Regions from separate parts of the Callithrix jacchus genome. Here region 2 is linked to region 1. The links are chromatin contacts, called in public Hi-C maps. All regions are on one chromosome and are shown on one strand. Each heading gives the region's core, a stretch centred on a gene start, on an enhancer-like site or on the middle of the called end of the contact. The rest is flanking DNA. Distances are from core to core; before and after follow the strand shown.

Region 1 (7,294 bases), core at 2,532-5,031:
TTTTTTTTTTGAGACAGAGTCTCATTCTGTCACCCAGGCTAGAGTGGTATGATTTTGGCTCACTGCAACCTCCACCCCCGAGGTTCAAGTGATTCTCTTGCCTCAGCCTCCTAAGTAGCTGGGATTACAGGCGCCCACCACAATGCTTGACTAATTTTTGTATTTTTAATAGAGACAGGGTTTCACCATGTTGACCAGGCTGGTCTCGAACTCCTGACCTCAGGTGATCCACCCGCCTCGGCCTCCCAAAGTGCTGGGATTACAGGTGTGAGGCCTCAACCTCCTGTGCTCAGGTGATCCTCATGCCTCAGCCTCCTGATTAGCTGGGACTATAGGTATGCACCATCATATACATCAGCTAATTTTTCTATTTTTTGTAGAAATGGGGTCTCACTCTGTTGCCCAGGTTGGTCTTGAACTCCTGGCCTTAAGAAACTCCTGGCCACCTCAGCCTCCCAAAGTGCTGGGACTACAGGTGTAAACCATCACGCCTAGCCTATGCCTATTTTATTGATAGGCACACTGAGGCCCACAGAGAGTAAGATGCCTCAGATTACAGAACGAGTGTGTGTCTGAGGCTTGATGTGTGTGATATCTGACAGTTGTGGACACATTTTATGAAGTGCTTCCTTGCCAGTGAGATTCCCAGAGCAGATCCCCAGCCTGGGAGCCGGGGAGGAATAGGAATTCCTCTGCTTAATGAGATTAAATGTTTTTTTTTTTCCCAAACCTCATTACCCAAATCACATATCCTAATGAATGCAGCTGACATATATATGTTATTTACCAGGGTTTTCAGAGACACCCTCGCCAACACACCCACATATACTGTTTTGCCAAATATCTGGGCACCCCATGGCCCAATCATGTTGACACGTATAATTAACTGTCACACTCAGCCAACCTCAGGAGCACCTCCTGTGAGCTTTGCTGGGAGCGTCTGTTTGCATTAGCCTTTCACAGCCCTCTAGAGTGGGTATTACCCTGTTCACAGGGGGAAAAACTAAGTTTTCGCATTCACATCTAAAAAGATATGAAGCCTCTTCCACACCCATCCTTAGTAGGAGTTCGACTGTGAATATGACTTTCTATTTTGCTTCTTCCCCACTTCAGACTTTCTGTGGCTCTGATCTTCACATTGTATCCTACTCTAATATAATATTATAAATGATTTTTTTCACTGACAGCAATAATTAACGTGTGGCTGGGCATGGTGGCTCATGCCTGTAATCTCAGCACTTTGGGAAGCCAAGGTGGGAAGATTGCTTGAGCCCAGGAGTTTAAGACCAGTCCAGGCAACAAAAACAACACTCCATTTCTACAAAAAATTTAAAAATTAACCAGGAGCAGTGGCATGCACCTGTAGTCCTATCTATTCAGGAGGCTGAGGTGAGAGGATCGTTTGAGCCCAGGAATTGGAGGCTACAGTGAGTTTTAATTGCACCACTGAGCCCCAGATGACAGAGCAACCCCCATCTCTAACAAAATGAAAAAGTAAACCTAAAACAATTTTCAAAATTAACATAAATATAGTGCTTTTTTAAAATTTTTTTTTTGAGACAGAGTCTTGCTCTGTCACCCAGGCTGGAGTGCAGAGGCACAATCTCAGCTCACTGCAACCTCCACCTCCTGGGTTCAAGTGATTCTCCTGCCTCAGCCTCCCGAGTAGCTGGGACTACAGGTACGTGCCACCATGCCCAGCTAATTTTTGTATTTTTCATAAAGATGGGGTTTCACCATGTTGGGCAGCTGATCTCGAACTCCCGACCTCAGGTGATCCACCTGCCTCAGCCACCCAAAGCGCTAGGATTACAGGCATGAGCCACCGCACCGGGCTCATGTAGTGCTTTAATAAAGACAAACGCTAACCTTAATGTAACGGTAGGTATGCAGGCAATTTTCTAAGTACTTCCGTAATATTAACTTGGCCTCAAAACAACCTAAGAGGTAGCTATGATTAGCCTTATTTTGTTTTGTTTTTGTTTTTTGAGACAGAGTCTTGCTTTTGTCGCCCAGGCTGGAGTACAATGACACTCACTGCAACCTCCGTCTCCCAGGTTCAAGTGATTCTCCTGCCTCAGCCTCCCAAGTAGCTGGTATTACAGGCACCTGCTACCATGCCCAGCTATTTATTTTTTTTTTTTTTGTATTTTTAGTAGAGGGGGAGTTTTGCCATGTTGGCCAGGCTGGTCTCGAGCTCCTGACCTCGTGATCCACCCGCTTTGGCCTCCCAGAGTGCTGGGATTACAGGCGTGAGCCACCACACCGGGCCAATTAGCCATGTGTTCTAGACAGAGAAACTGAGGCACAGAGAGGCTGACTGACTTGCCCAAGGCCACACGTAGAATAAGTGTTGCAGCCAGGGTTCCTGCCCAGGGCCTTCTCCGAAATTGACAGTGACCCACCGGAAGCTACACAGCAGGGAATTGCTGGAGATAGGAAGGACTTGAACTTGGGATTCTGATGTAAGAGCCACTCTGATAGGCCGGGCGCAGTGGCTCACACCTGTAATCCCAGCACTTTGGGCGGCCAAGGAGGGTGGATCACGAGGTCAAGAGATCGAGACCATCCTGGTCAACATGGTGAAACTCCGTCTCTACTAAAAATACAAAAAGTTAGCTGGGCACGGTGGCGCGTGCCTGTAATCCCAGCTACTCAGGAGGCTGAGGCAGGAGAATTGCCTGAACCCAGGAGGCGGAGGTTGCGGTGAGCCGAGATCGCGCCATTGCACTCCAGACTGGGTAACAAGAGCTAAACTCTGTCTAAAAAAAAAAAAAAAAAAGCCACTCTGATTCAGCATCCCTACTCTGGCTTTAGAATCCCAGGTTGTTTTTACAGCGTGGAGGGTCCTTGAAGACCCTCTCACCCTCCACTGTTTTCATTCGGGCTGAGTCCCCCAGTGCCCTCTCTCCACCTGTGTGGGCAGCTGTCTCTTGCTAAATGGCTTTAGTTGGAGCGCTCAGGTCGTGGCTCTCAAAAAAAATGTGTGGGATGAATAAGCACCTAAAAATAACCCCGGATCAATTGTGTGTGTGTGTGTGTGTGTGTGTGGTGGGGAGAGGGCTGTGTTTTCCTTTCTCTTCCCTCTTCTCCCTGCCTCTGCCCCCAAGGCCAGTAAATTGCTGCTGGCTGACAGCCAGGCCAAGCTGGCTTCCTGTAAGCCGTGATAACACGGAATTAGCCCAACCGCCATCCTCCTCAGGGCGGGGACGCCAGCTCTGAACCACTACAGGCCACACTGAGCTGGTACTTCCTACCCTCAGCCTGGTCCATGCTTCTGGGACACATCTTTGCTTTGGAGATAACTGGGCAGAGCCGGGGGCGGTGGCTCACGCCTATAATCCCAGCATTTTGAGAGTGGGTGGGCGGATCATTTGAGGCCAGGAGTTTGAGACCAGCCTGGCCAACATGGCGAAACCCCATCTCTACTAAAAACACAAAAATTATCTGGGTGTAGTGGCGGGTGCCTGTAATCCCAGCTACTTGGGAGGCTGAGACAGGAGAATCACTTGAACCCAGGAGGTGGAGGTTGCAGTGAGCCAAGATTGTGTCACTGCACACCAGCCGGGTAACAGAGGGAGACTCCGTCTCAAAAAAAAAAAAAGAGAAAGATAACTGGGCAGAGACACATCCCTGGACTTGTCCTCCAGTGGAGAAGCGCTAGGAAAACCTCTCCCAGCACAAGGCTGGCAGCTCCTGAACTGGGCCGTTAAGGGTGCTCCAAATTACCACTGACGGAGGAGTCAGCAGGCAGGGGCAGCGAGCTCTGGCAGGCTGGGCCACCCCTGAGGCAAGGTTTCCAGGCTGTTTGCTGATTCAGGGACTTGGCTAAGTGGCTCCTGTCTGTCCTGGTGCCTCTAATAGGCCCTCTGACCCCTGCCAGCCACCAGCAGCCTGCCTGGAGAGGCTTTAGAAAACCAGCAGATCTTTGCTGCCCAGAACCCACCAGCTAATGGTGTAAGACCCACCAGCTAATTGTAAGACCAAGCCAGGTGTTTTTCTTAGGGGGGGTCTATCTTGCAGAATGGTTAGGTTCTGGGGGTGCACTAGCCATCTGCATATAGCTCAGCCATGCCTGAAGTCACGCTTTCCCTGTGATGTTAAATCTTTGGAAACGGACCATGGTCACCTGTGTTTAATATGGGGGGAACAGCCATGTCAGGAGGGAAAAGAGATCTATTAATATCAGGGGCATTCAGAGGTCTCTGCCTATGCGGAACCTTTGACCGAAGGATGGAAAATTCCAGGTGGGAGCTTGGAAATTCCCCATGTAGGAGAAGCAGTAAGGGAAGTGCCACGCTTCCTTGTCTCCTGCACCCCTCAGCTTCAGCCAAGACCAGGGCGGGGGTTCCTGAGTCTGGCTGCGGTTGCTCAGTTGTTCGTAGCCTTGGCTGTACATCACAGCCTCCTGGGGGACGTTTAAAGTTCTGGCGTCCAGGTGGGTCCCAGGCCTGTTACATCAGAGTCCCTGGGGCGGGGCCCAGGCTTCCCAGGTGACCCGAGCGTGCAGCTGGCGTGGAGAACCGCAGCCGGCAATAACACCGTCTGTTTTTCTCCACCCTCTGTCTGGCTCCCTTATTTCTGATCTCTCAGATTCAGAGGTAGGCATGGCTGTGCATACTGGGTGTTTGGAAAATGGTGTTCAGCGCCATTGCCGCTACTACTGCTAATAGTAATTTACATTCACTCGAAGGGCCAGGAGCATTGGAAAAGTGCTTTGCTAGGATTTCATTTAAAAATGTTCCTAGCCTGGACAACACAATAAGACCCCATCTCTAAGAAAAATTTGAACAATTAGCCAGGCGTAGTGGCATGCACCTGTAGTCCCAGTGAGATCAGGTCTCACTATGTTGCCCAGGCTGGTGTCAAACTCCTGAGCACAAGCAATCCTCCCATCTTGGCCTCCCAAAGTGCTGGGATTACAGGCATGAGTCACAGAGCCCGACCCTGTTCCTCTTAATGGCCCCACTGCCTCCCAGTCCCAGGGTCTGCTCTCTGGGCGGGCTGTCTCTGTGCCACCTTCCTTCCCACAGCATGTCTCATCTCTCCTTGTCCCCTTCTTGAAGCCATGACCGTAATGCAGGCTTCGGTCTCCCTGGCTCACCTCTGCAACCCCTGACTTTCTGCAGCCTAGGGGGGGTGTCTATCTTGCAGAATGGTTAGGTTCTGGGGTGCAGCGGGCATCTACATATAGCTCAGCCACACTTGAAGTCATCCTTTCCCCTGTGATGTCAAATCTGTGGGAAGGGACCATGGACACCTGTGTTTAATACGGGGGAACAGCCACATCAGGAGGGAAAACAGATCTATTAATATCAGGGGCAAAGAGTTTGGAGGTCTCCACTGAATCCACAGAGGGAGCAGCCATAGGAGCCACCCTTTGAGACTTGATGCTCTTCCATGACCCCGCCCAGTCACTCCAACCAGCCCCAGCTACTTCAACCAGTCCCAGGTACTCCAACCAGCCCCAGCTACTCCAACCACTCCAAGCTACTCCAACCAGCCCCAACTACTACAGCCATGTTGGCCGGGCTGGTCTTGAACTCCTGACCTCAGGTGATCCGCCTGCCGGGATTACAGATGTGAGCCATTGCATCCAGCCGTGTTCATGCACAGTTTTATTGGTACCAGAGCAAGAGGGGTACTCGGAACTTCTAGGCCCTCCCTCTTAGGAGGCCCTGGCCCTTTCCTAACCAGGAGGGTCCACTTCCAGGCACCTTAGGTAGACCCGTCTCCTGTCAGACACTGGTCCTGGAGGGGCTGATGACTGCAGAGCACTGGCCTTTCCTGGCTGTAAGCGGTTCTGCAGGCCTCACCTCATTTCTCATTTATGCTGCGGCTCTCAGGGCTCCCCAGGGGTAGTTCCAACATCCCCAGCTGATGCCCAGAGAGTGCCATGGGGCAGACGGATCCTAGCTGATGGCCTCGCTCCTAAAAGGCTGACAGATGGTCAGCCAAAAGTGACCTCAGCCCTTGCTGTGCCTAGTGGACCCCTGGGGCAACAGGGCCGTGGGTATGGGTGGGGGGAAGCAAAGAACACGCAGGCAGATGATTGGTGGTGGTTACTCCCTGCGAGACCCTGGGCAGGTCAGTGACATCTCTCCGTCTCAGTGTCCACAGTGGTGAGGGCCGCTGGGGGCATCAGAGAGGATAGCATAGTCAGAACATCTGGTCATGCCCCGGCACATTGCAGGCGAGTGCCTTGCGCTTGTAGACCCTGCGGTCAGCAAAGCACTGCACAGCTGCTCATTAGACTTAGTGACTTTGGCCGGGCGCGCTGGCTCACACTCATAATCCCAGCACTTTGGGAGGCCAAGGCGGGCAGATCACCTGAGGTCAGGAGTTCGACACCAGCCTGGCCAACATGGTGAAACCCAGTCTCTACTAAAAATACAAAAAAGAAAAAAAAATAGCTGGGTGTTGTGGAGGGCACCTGTCATCCCAGCTACTCGGGAGGCTGAGTCAGGAGAATCACTTGAACCCCTGAGGAAGAGGTTGCATGAACCAAGATCATGCCATTGCACTCCAGTCTGGGCAACAGAGCAAGACTCAGTCTCAAAAAAAAAAAAGAATTTGTTTTAGATTCAGGGGGTACATGTGCAGGTGTGTTACATGGGTCTATTGTGTGATGCTGCTGTTTGGGATTCTAATGACCCGTCATCCAGCTCGTGAGCACAGTACCCAATAGGTAGTTTTCAACCCTTGCCTCCCTCCTGCCTTTTGGAGTCCCCAGTGTCTGTGGTTCCCATCGTTATGCTCATTTGCATCCAGTGTTGAGCTCCCACTTATAAGTGAGAACGTGCAGTATTCGGTTTTCTGTATCTGTGTTAATTCATTTAGGATAATGGCCACCAGCTGCGTCTATATCGCTGCAAAATACATGATTTCATTCTTTTTTATGGCTACATAGTATTCCTTGGTGTACACGTCCCACCTTTTCTTTCTCTAACCCACTGTTGTGGGGCAGCTGGCCTGATTCCATGCATTTACTATTGTGAATAGTGCTTTGGTGAACATATGAGTGAAGGTGTCTTTTTGGTAGGATGATCTATTTTTCTCTGGGTAGATACCAGTAATGGGATTGCCAGGTCAAATGGTAGTGCTATTTTTAGTTATAAAAGAAACAATCCAGGCTGGGTGCGGGTAATCCCAGCACTTTGGGAGGCCAAAGCAGGCGGATCACCTGAAGTCAGGAGTTCAAGACCAGCCTGGTCAATGTGGTGAAACTCCATCTCTACTAAAAATACAAAACTTCGCCAGGCATGGTGGTGGGTTCCTGTAGTCCCAGCTACTT
Region 2 (7,480 bases), core at 2,416-4,915, 86 kb before region 1:
TTTATCAAGTTTTATAAAAATGCAGAATTTTGTTTTACTTTTTTTTTTTTAAGCTATGTTGTTAGCACACAGAACACTTCATTGCTGTTTTGGGGGAAGGGGCATATGTCACTCACTAACAGAATGTCTCCAAAGCTGGATTGTTGTGGGGAAACGACTTTCCCTTCTAGTTTTGAGAGACTTCCTCTTGGCTCCCAGGAGGAGGGATTCCCTGACTTTGACACACACGGCCACCTTGGCACACAAAAGCCTTGCGGTATGAAAAACAAATTCGCTTTTATGTCCTCTTCTCCCTTTCGGTCTTTCAGCATAGACTTAACTCCCTTAAGCCCAGGCATCTGTTGGGACCTGACCCCCAGTCATTGGTTACACTGTGTCAGGCAATCTGGACTTGCCAGTGATGCCACTGAGATGGCACCTGTCAAAAGAGCAGTGATTCCATTTCTAGACTGTGGATCTTCAGCTAAATTCTGCCATTTCATTTCACTTCCTGAAAGTCAGGGTCGGCTCGTGAAAAGCTGTTAAACAACACGCTAAATGTGAAATGTCAACCCTCACTCTAAGGTTTCCCTGTTCAGAGCATCACATGAGGACTTCATTGGGATTTATAGTGGCTTTCTGAGTTTTGGTGGTCCATCAAAGAAGGGAGTTTGAAAGCTGTTGTATGCTGTTAATGATTGCCCATGTCCTGCCTGAAATACCATGATTGTTTATGGAAAATATCTTTAATAAAGCTGGATACAGTTTAGCTTGGAAAAAAAAATTAACTAATTAAAATTAAATCGAGCTTTTTTTTTGGAGGCAGTGTCTCACTCTGTTGCCCAGGCTGGACTTCAATGGCGCAGTCTCTGCTCACTGCAGCCTCAACCTCCCGGGTTCAAGTTATTCTCCTGCCTCAGCCTCCCAAGTAGCTGGGATTACAGGCACGCGCCACCACACCCAGCTAATTTTTATATTTTCAGTAGACAGAGTTTCACCATGTTGGCCAGTCAAACTCCAGGCCTCAACTGGTCCCCCTGCCTTGGCCTTCCAAAGTGCTGAGATTACGGGCGTGAGCCACTGCGCCCGGCCAAGGTCATTGCCTCTTCCTCTGTCAGCATCCGAACTGCGTTCTCACACTCTGTTAATTGTCATCTGCCTCTCCACTGACACAAAGAATCAGGTGACATCTAATCTCTCCCAAAGAAAGCCAGGGGAGGGGGTACTCACAAAGCCTCCCACAGAAACACAATCTAAGTAAGGGTGAAACCAGTCCAGTCCTTGCCATGCAAATGTAGCCTGAATGGCACTGCCATCGCCCATCCCCGATCCCCGTGTCCAGGTCTTATTTGGGTAACCTCCCATGAGACAGAACTTCCTCCTCGCGTTTCTCTTCTAGGCCCTCATAGCCTCTCATCAATGCTAGAGGTCCCCATTGATTTCCTCCCTTCCATCAGGCCCCCACAATCCATCCCACAATGTAAGCTCCTCAGTGCAAATGTCTGAGCAAAAGCCTTCAGTGGCTCCCTGGTAACTGCAAATGCCTGCCTCCTTTTCACTTCTCTACTGATGTGTGAATTTTTACCAAACGCTCTTATTAATTAAAAAAAAAAGCCAGGTGCAGTGGCTCACGCCTATAATCCCAGCACTTTGGAAGACTGAGGCGAGCGGATCACGAGATCAGGAGTTGGAGGCCAGCTGACCAACATAGCGAAACCCATCTCTACTAAAAATATAAAAAATTAGCAGGGCATGGTATTGGGCACCTGTACTCCTAGCTACTTGGGAGGCTGAGGCAGGAGAATCGCTTGAACCTAGGAGGTGGAGGTTGCAGTGAGCTGAGATCACGCCATTGCACTCCAGCCCAGCAACAATGCAAGACTCCCTCCCCCCCGACCCCCCCCCCAAATGTCGGGGCAGGATGGCTCATACCTGTAATCCCAGTGCTTTGGGAGGCTGAGGTGGTAGGATCACTTGAGCCTAGGAGATCGTGACCAGCCTGGGCAACCCAGCAACGTTCCTTTCACTACAAAGAAGTAATTTTTTTTTTTTTTTGAGATGGGGTCTCGCTCTGTCTCCCAGGCTGGAGGGCAGTGGCCGGATCTTTGCTCACTATGGCCTCTGCCTCCCTGGCTCTAGTAGTCCTCCTGCCTTGAGAGTGGCTGGGACTACAGGCTTGCACCACCACACCCAACTAATTCTAAAATGTGTTGTACAGATGGGGCCTTGCTCTGTTGCCCATGCTAGTTTCAAACTCCTGAGCTCAAGCAGTCCATCTGCCTCAGCCTCCCAAAGCGCTGCGATGACAAGTGTGAGTCACCTTGCCTGATCAAATTAAAAAAAAAATACACTTGAATCACCAAATTGTTATGCCTAAAGGTGCCATTCATTACTTTGAGTTTCAAATAACTTTAAAAAAATGCATCTACACCAAGTGCTGTGGCTCACTTCTGTAATCACAGCACTTTGGGAAGCCAAGGTGGGAGGCTCGCTTGAGGCGAGGAGTTCGAGACCAATCTGGACAACATAGGAAGACTCTATCTCTGCAAAAAAATTAGCCAAGCGTGGTGGCGTGCACCTGTAGTCCCAGCTACTCGAGAGGCCGAGGCAGGAAAATCGCTAGGGCCCAGGAGCTCAAGGCCACGATGTGTTATGATCTACACTCCAGCCTGGGCGACAGAGGGAGAGACTGACTCCAAATGAAAACAAACAAAAATACCTAAATTGGAATTTAACCAAAACCTTGAACTTTCTCCAGAGTCTCTGCTAAGCATCACACTTCTCTCTGCCTGCTGGTACCCTGGCTGACGTCTGAGCAGGATGCGATGCGCGCCTCAGAGCCTAAGATAAAACAGAAAGTGCCTGTAGGGCTTTCTACCAACAAATAAGTTCTGACGGATTCATTTGATGAGGTTTGGAAGGGAGGTCCTGGAAGGTGCCCGCGGACTCGGCCCTGAGCTCCCGGACCTGGGCTCTGCGATCCTTGCAGAAGGCATGGACAGGGGCAGGATGGGAAGCCTGGAGGCTGGGTGGAGGCGGCTACCCACTGAGGTCGGGTCCGGCCAGGCGCCCACGCTGCGCCAGCCTGCCGGGCTGCGCTTCTCGGGGCTGCGGCCGCGGAGCTGGTCCGGCGCTCCCCGGTCCCAGGCCCGGAAAGAGCTAACGAGCTATTCGCAGACGGGCCGGGATTCCCCCAGGGGAGGCCCCACTTCCCAGCCTGCGTGATCCCCGCCTACCACCCCGGGCCCTCGCGGGGCACCCCCAGCAGGAGCAGGCAGGGCAGTGGGCGGCGCTCGGCGGAGGGCAGCGCGCTCTGGGCGCGCGGGGACCGCGGGCGCTGGGAGGAGAGGGTGGTGCGCGGGCGGGGGCGGGGCGAGCGAGGGCAGATCAGGGCAGCCCGCCCCCAGGCCCCGCCCCGTCCAGGCCCCGCTCCGGCCGCACCCCGCCCCGGCCCCGCCGCGAACGGCCGGGCCCCGGTGACTGACAGGACTCCAGACCAGTCACCGCGCGCCTCGAGGCCCCAAGGGGCCAGTCGGGGCTGACCCGCAGAGGGGCTTCGGTTGGGGAGGGGGCGGGCGGGGAAGCCTTTCGGAAAGGGGCGGGGTCTCAAGAAGACTGGCAGAACTCACAGCCAATAGCAGGCGGGAGCCGTCCCGTTAACGCCGGATCCCCGCGGGTAGGGCGGGGCGGGCGGTGCGGTGGGGATCCCGGGGCGACCGAGGGCCCCAGACTCGGCTCCTCACGGCGACATGGATCGGATGGCCAGCTCCATGAAGCAGGTGCCCAACCCGCTGCCCAAGGTGCTGAGCCGGCGCGGGGTCGGCGCCGGGCTGGAGGCGGCGGAGCGCGAGAGCTTCGAGCGGACTCAGGTGAGGACGGGGGACCCCGGGGCATCCCTGGGGCACCCTGAGGGACGCGGTGTCCGGGAAGGGCTTTGAAGGGAATAGGAGTCTTGCAGGCCCCAGTTGAGGACGGAGCGAGGGGGTCGTGAGCGGGGACATTGGCGTACAGATCTGGGCGATCCCAGGAATGTCGGGGACCCCAGGGTATCCCAGCTGGCCTGGGGAGAAGGGCAGGAGGGTCAGGGGCGGGCTAGGAGGAGAAGGCAGGATGCGTGCGGCCAAGCGGAGCCTGAGCGGCTGGGGACCCGGCAGGGGTCCCAAGGGGAGGTGAGGGGGGGAAGGAACTGAAAAGGGACGGAATGGAAAGGGTGCCCCTAAACAGCGGAAGCGCACGGGAGCCACTTGGAGACTCACGTGTGGGGGCGGAGAGTGGGGGCGCCGGACTGGGAGTGTGAAGGGTGAAGGGACCTCTCCTCCCCTCCTATCACTTCTTGGTTGCACTGACATCCCCTTCCAACCTGCACCCCTCAGCATCCCCCTTTCTCGTTGCCTCTTGTTTGGCTCTGGCCAGCCCCAGCTGTCAGCTCTGAGGCCGCGACGAAGGGTCGGAGCAGGGAAAAGGAATGCAGGAAATGCAAAGTGTGGCCAAGCTGGGAAAATGACTTTGGGGGCAAAAGTGGAAACCACTGTGCTCCATGGTGCCCCAAGCCCTGATTTGGGGTTTTGGTTTTATTCGCCAAGATGTGCCTGACAGCTACTAGGCAGACTGCCCTATTTGTCCTGCCTGACCAGGGCTCGGGGCCAAAATTCCTCATTGTCATCAACAAAAAGCCACAATCCATTTTTACCTCCGAGTTTTTAATGCCTGGTGTATTGATTGGACTGAATTAAGCTGACATGTTGATGTTGTTCATCCGTTCATTTGTATGTAAAATCCATTTCAAAGAGTACAACGCTTCTTTTAATCCCAGTGCCGATGTTGGAGGGGCAGATTTGTTCTACACTCTTGCGCTCAGAGTGGAACCTTTGAAGACCCAGTTGGGTCCCCCACTGCCAGAGGCTGGTCCCCTGATGTGTAAGGAATACTTCCCCTAGACACGGTTGGAGGGAAAGTGCTTTGGGATTTGAGTTAGAAAAGATGTGAGAATCTGACTGAGGGTTCTGTATATGGAATCTTTCAAAGAATAAAGCTTTTGGCATAGTGTGATACCTCACGCCCAGCACTTTGGGACGTCTAGGCTGGTGGATCACCTGAGGTCCGGAGTTCGAGACCAGCCTGGCCAACATGGTGAAAACCCATCTCTACTAAAAATACAAAAAATTAGCCGGTGGACGACCGTAATCCCAGCTACTTGGGAGGCTGGGGCAGGAAAGTTTCTTGAACCTGGGAGTTGAAGGTTGCAGTAAGCTGAGATTATACCACTGCACTCCAGCCTGGGCAACAAGAGCAAAACTCCGTCTCAAACAAAAACAAAAACAAAAAAGAATAAACCTTTCCACCCCCAGAGAACTTCATCCTCTTCTTATTCTGAAAATCTTTGCCTGAGCTGCCCTACCCCACACCGGGGCAACATAGTGAAACCATGTATCTACAAAAAATAAAATAATAGGCTGGGTGCAGTAGCTCACACCTGTAATCCCTGCACTTTGGGAGGCCAAGGTGGGAGGATTACTTGAGCCCAGGAGTTTGAGATGAGCCTGGGCAACACGATGAGATCCTGCCTCTATTTTTAAAAAAAATTTTCAATTAACCTGGAGTTGGCATATACCTGTAGTCCCAGCTATTCGAGAGGCTGAGGCAGGAGGTTGAGCCCAGGAGGTTGAAGCTGCAGTGAGCTCTGATTGTGCCACTCCAGCCTGGGTGACAAAATGAGACACTGTCTCTACAACAACAAAAAAAAAAAAAAGAAAAGAAAAAGGAGAAGAGAAGGTGGCCCCACGCAGGTGTGTCTGAATGGTGTGAGGCAGTGAGACCCTATCTCTAAAAAAAAAAAAAAGAAAAGAAAAAGGAGAAGAGAAGGTGGCCCCACGCAGGTGTGTCTGAATGGTGTGAGGCAGGGGGTCTCCCCTACCTGGTGATCCTATCCCAGGAGGGAAGTGGCAGATGGTCATTCATTTCACTTCTGCCTCCCAGGATCCAGCTGGGTTTGAGGCTTGTTCTCTGATTTCATGGACCAGACCCCTGAAAAGAAGGAAGTTTTCTGTCTGTCTTGGATGTTAGTGCGTCTGCTAGCTGCCTGGTTGTATGAGGCTTCTTGCTCCATGAAACAGTGTGTATATTCCTTTTATTTTTATATTTTTGTAGAGATGGGGTCTCACTGTGTTGCCCAGATTGGTCTCAAACTCCTAGTCTTTAGCGATCCTCCTGCTTCTGCCTTCCAAAGTGCCGGGACTATAGGCGTGACCCATGGCACCCAGCCTATTGTTGTTTTTAAATAAATGAAGTAAGAAAATAAACAGACCAGGTGCAGTGGCTCAAGCTTGTAATCCCAGCACTTTGGGAGGCCAAGGTGGGTGGATCACAGTCAGGAGTTCGAGACCAGCCTGGCCAACACAGTGAAACCCTATGTCTACTAAAAATACAAAAATTAGCTGGATCTGGTGGCGAGCACCTGTAGTCCCAGCTACTCGGGAGACTGAGGCAGGAGAATCGCTTGAACCCGGGAGGTGGAGGTTGCAGTCAGCCAAGATTGTGCCACTGCACTCCAGCCTGGGCGACAGAGCTAGACTCCATCTCAAAATAAATAAATAGATATTATTTTATAACAACCCATTTCTTCTAGAGTCTCAAATAAGTAAAAACTAGAGCAAGAGAAATATGCATAAGAGTTTGACCCATAACAGTGATAGAAATTAGGTTTGTGAAAGTTTCCACCCATGAGTGGCATGTTTTCTTGCTATCCAGGGACAGCCCAACAGGATAGTCTAGGTCAGTGTTTTCTGGTGTTTTACATTCTGTGGGACATGTGACTGGCCAGATTTGACCTGGGTGAGGTGAGTAGGGATGATGTGGAGTGGAGCAGAAAAAGAATTTTTCTGATGTTGAAACTCTTATTTTTATCTTTTTATTTTTGAGATGGGGATGTCACTGTGTGTGCCCAAGCTGATCTTGAACTGCTAGCCTCAAGCGATCTTCCCATCTCAGCCTCCCAAAGTGCTGGGATTTCAGGTGTGAGCCACTGCACTCAGCCTCTGGTTGAAAACTCTTTAGGGGAGTAGGAGAGTAAAGAAGCAGAACAAGCCCAGACAACAGTGTAAGACCCCATCTCTACAAAAAATAAAATTCGCAGGACGGGGTGGCGTGTGCCTGTTGTCCCAGTAACTTTGGAGACCGAGGCGGGAGAATTGCTCGAGCCCAGGAGGCTGAGGCTGCAGTGAGCAAAGATCGCGCCACTGCAATCCAGCCTGGGCAACACAGTGAGACCCCATCTCAAAAAAAAAGAAAAGAAATAAAAGAACAGCCCTAAAACCCATCATTAGTCAATCTGCAAAAAGTTATTTTGTTTAATAACTATCTATCAAATGTATTATGAGGCTGCGGAGATTGGTAAGCAAAGGGGACAATATATTATGAGATATAGAAATGAATTCTAAAAAACTTAATGAGTTAAGAGACCGTGAGAATCAGCCAAGGTATAATAATAACTAACTAATTATTG

What was found. A called contact is a pair of places that touch in the nucleus more often than the background predicts.
Region 2: a Hi-C map of skeletal muscle shows a contact between it and region 1, with 2.4 times the contacts expected there. The contact joins the promoter of HIP1 here to the enhancer-like site in region 1. A contact is called at or near these places in 2 of 3 Hi-C or Micro-C datasets (both in skeletal muscle).

The regions. Positions count from the first base shown.
Region 1 is chr2:10,560,643-10,567,936 of calJac240_pri, reverse strand. All of the region lies in intron 1 of HIP1 (huntingtin interacting protein 1), which reads left to right. Among named protein-coding and RNA genes, the nearest start is that of HIP1, 86 kb to the left of the region's middle. Within about 2 kb of position 3,781, at least 7 of the 16 cell types and tissues checked have an H3K27ac peak or open chromatin away from gene starts, as enhancers often do. A contact at or near this core is called in skeletal muscle, where this site is marked.
Region 2 is chr2:10,646,624-10,654,103 of calJac240_pri, reverse strand. It overlaps HIP1 (huntingtin interacting protein 1), which reads left to right and starts at 3,665. Exons shown (of 30, transcript XM_035280273.3): 1 at 3,665-3,848. The coding sequence starts at 3,729.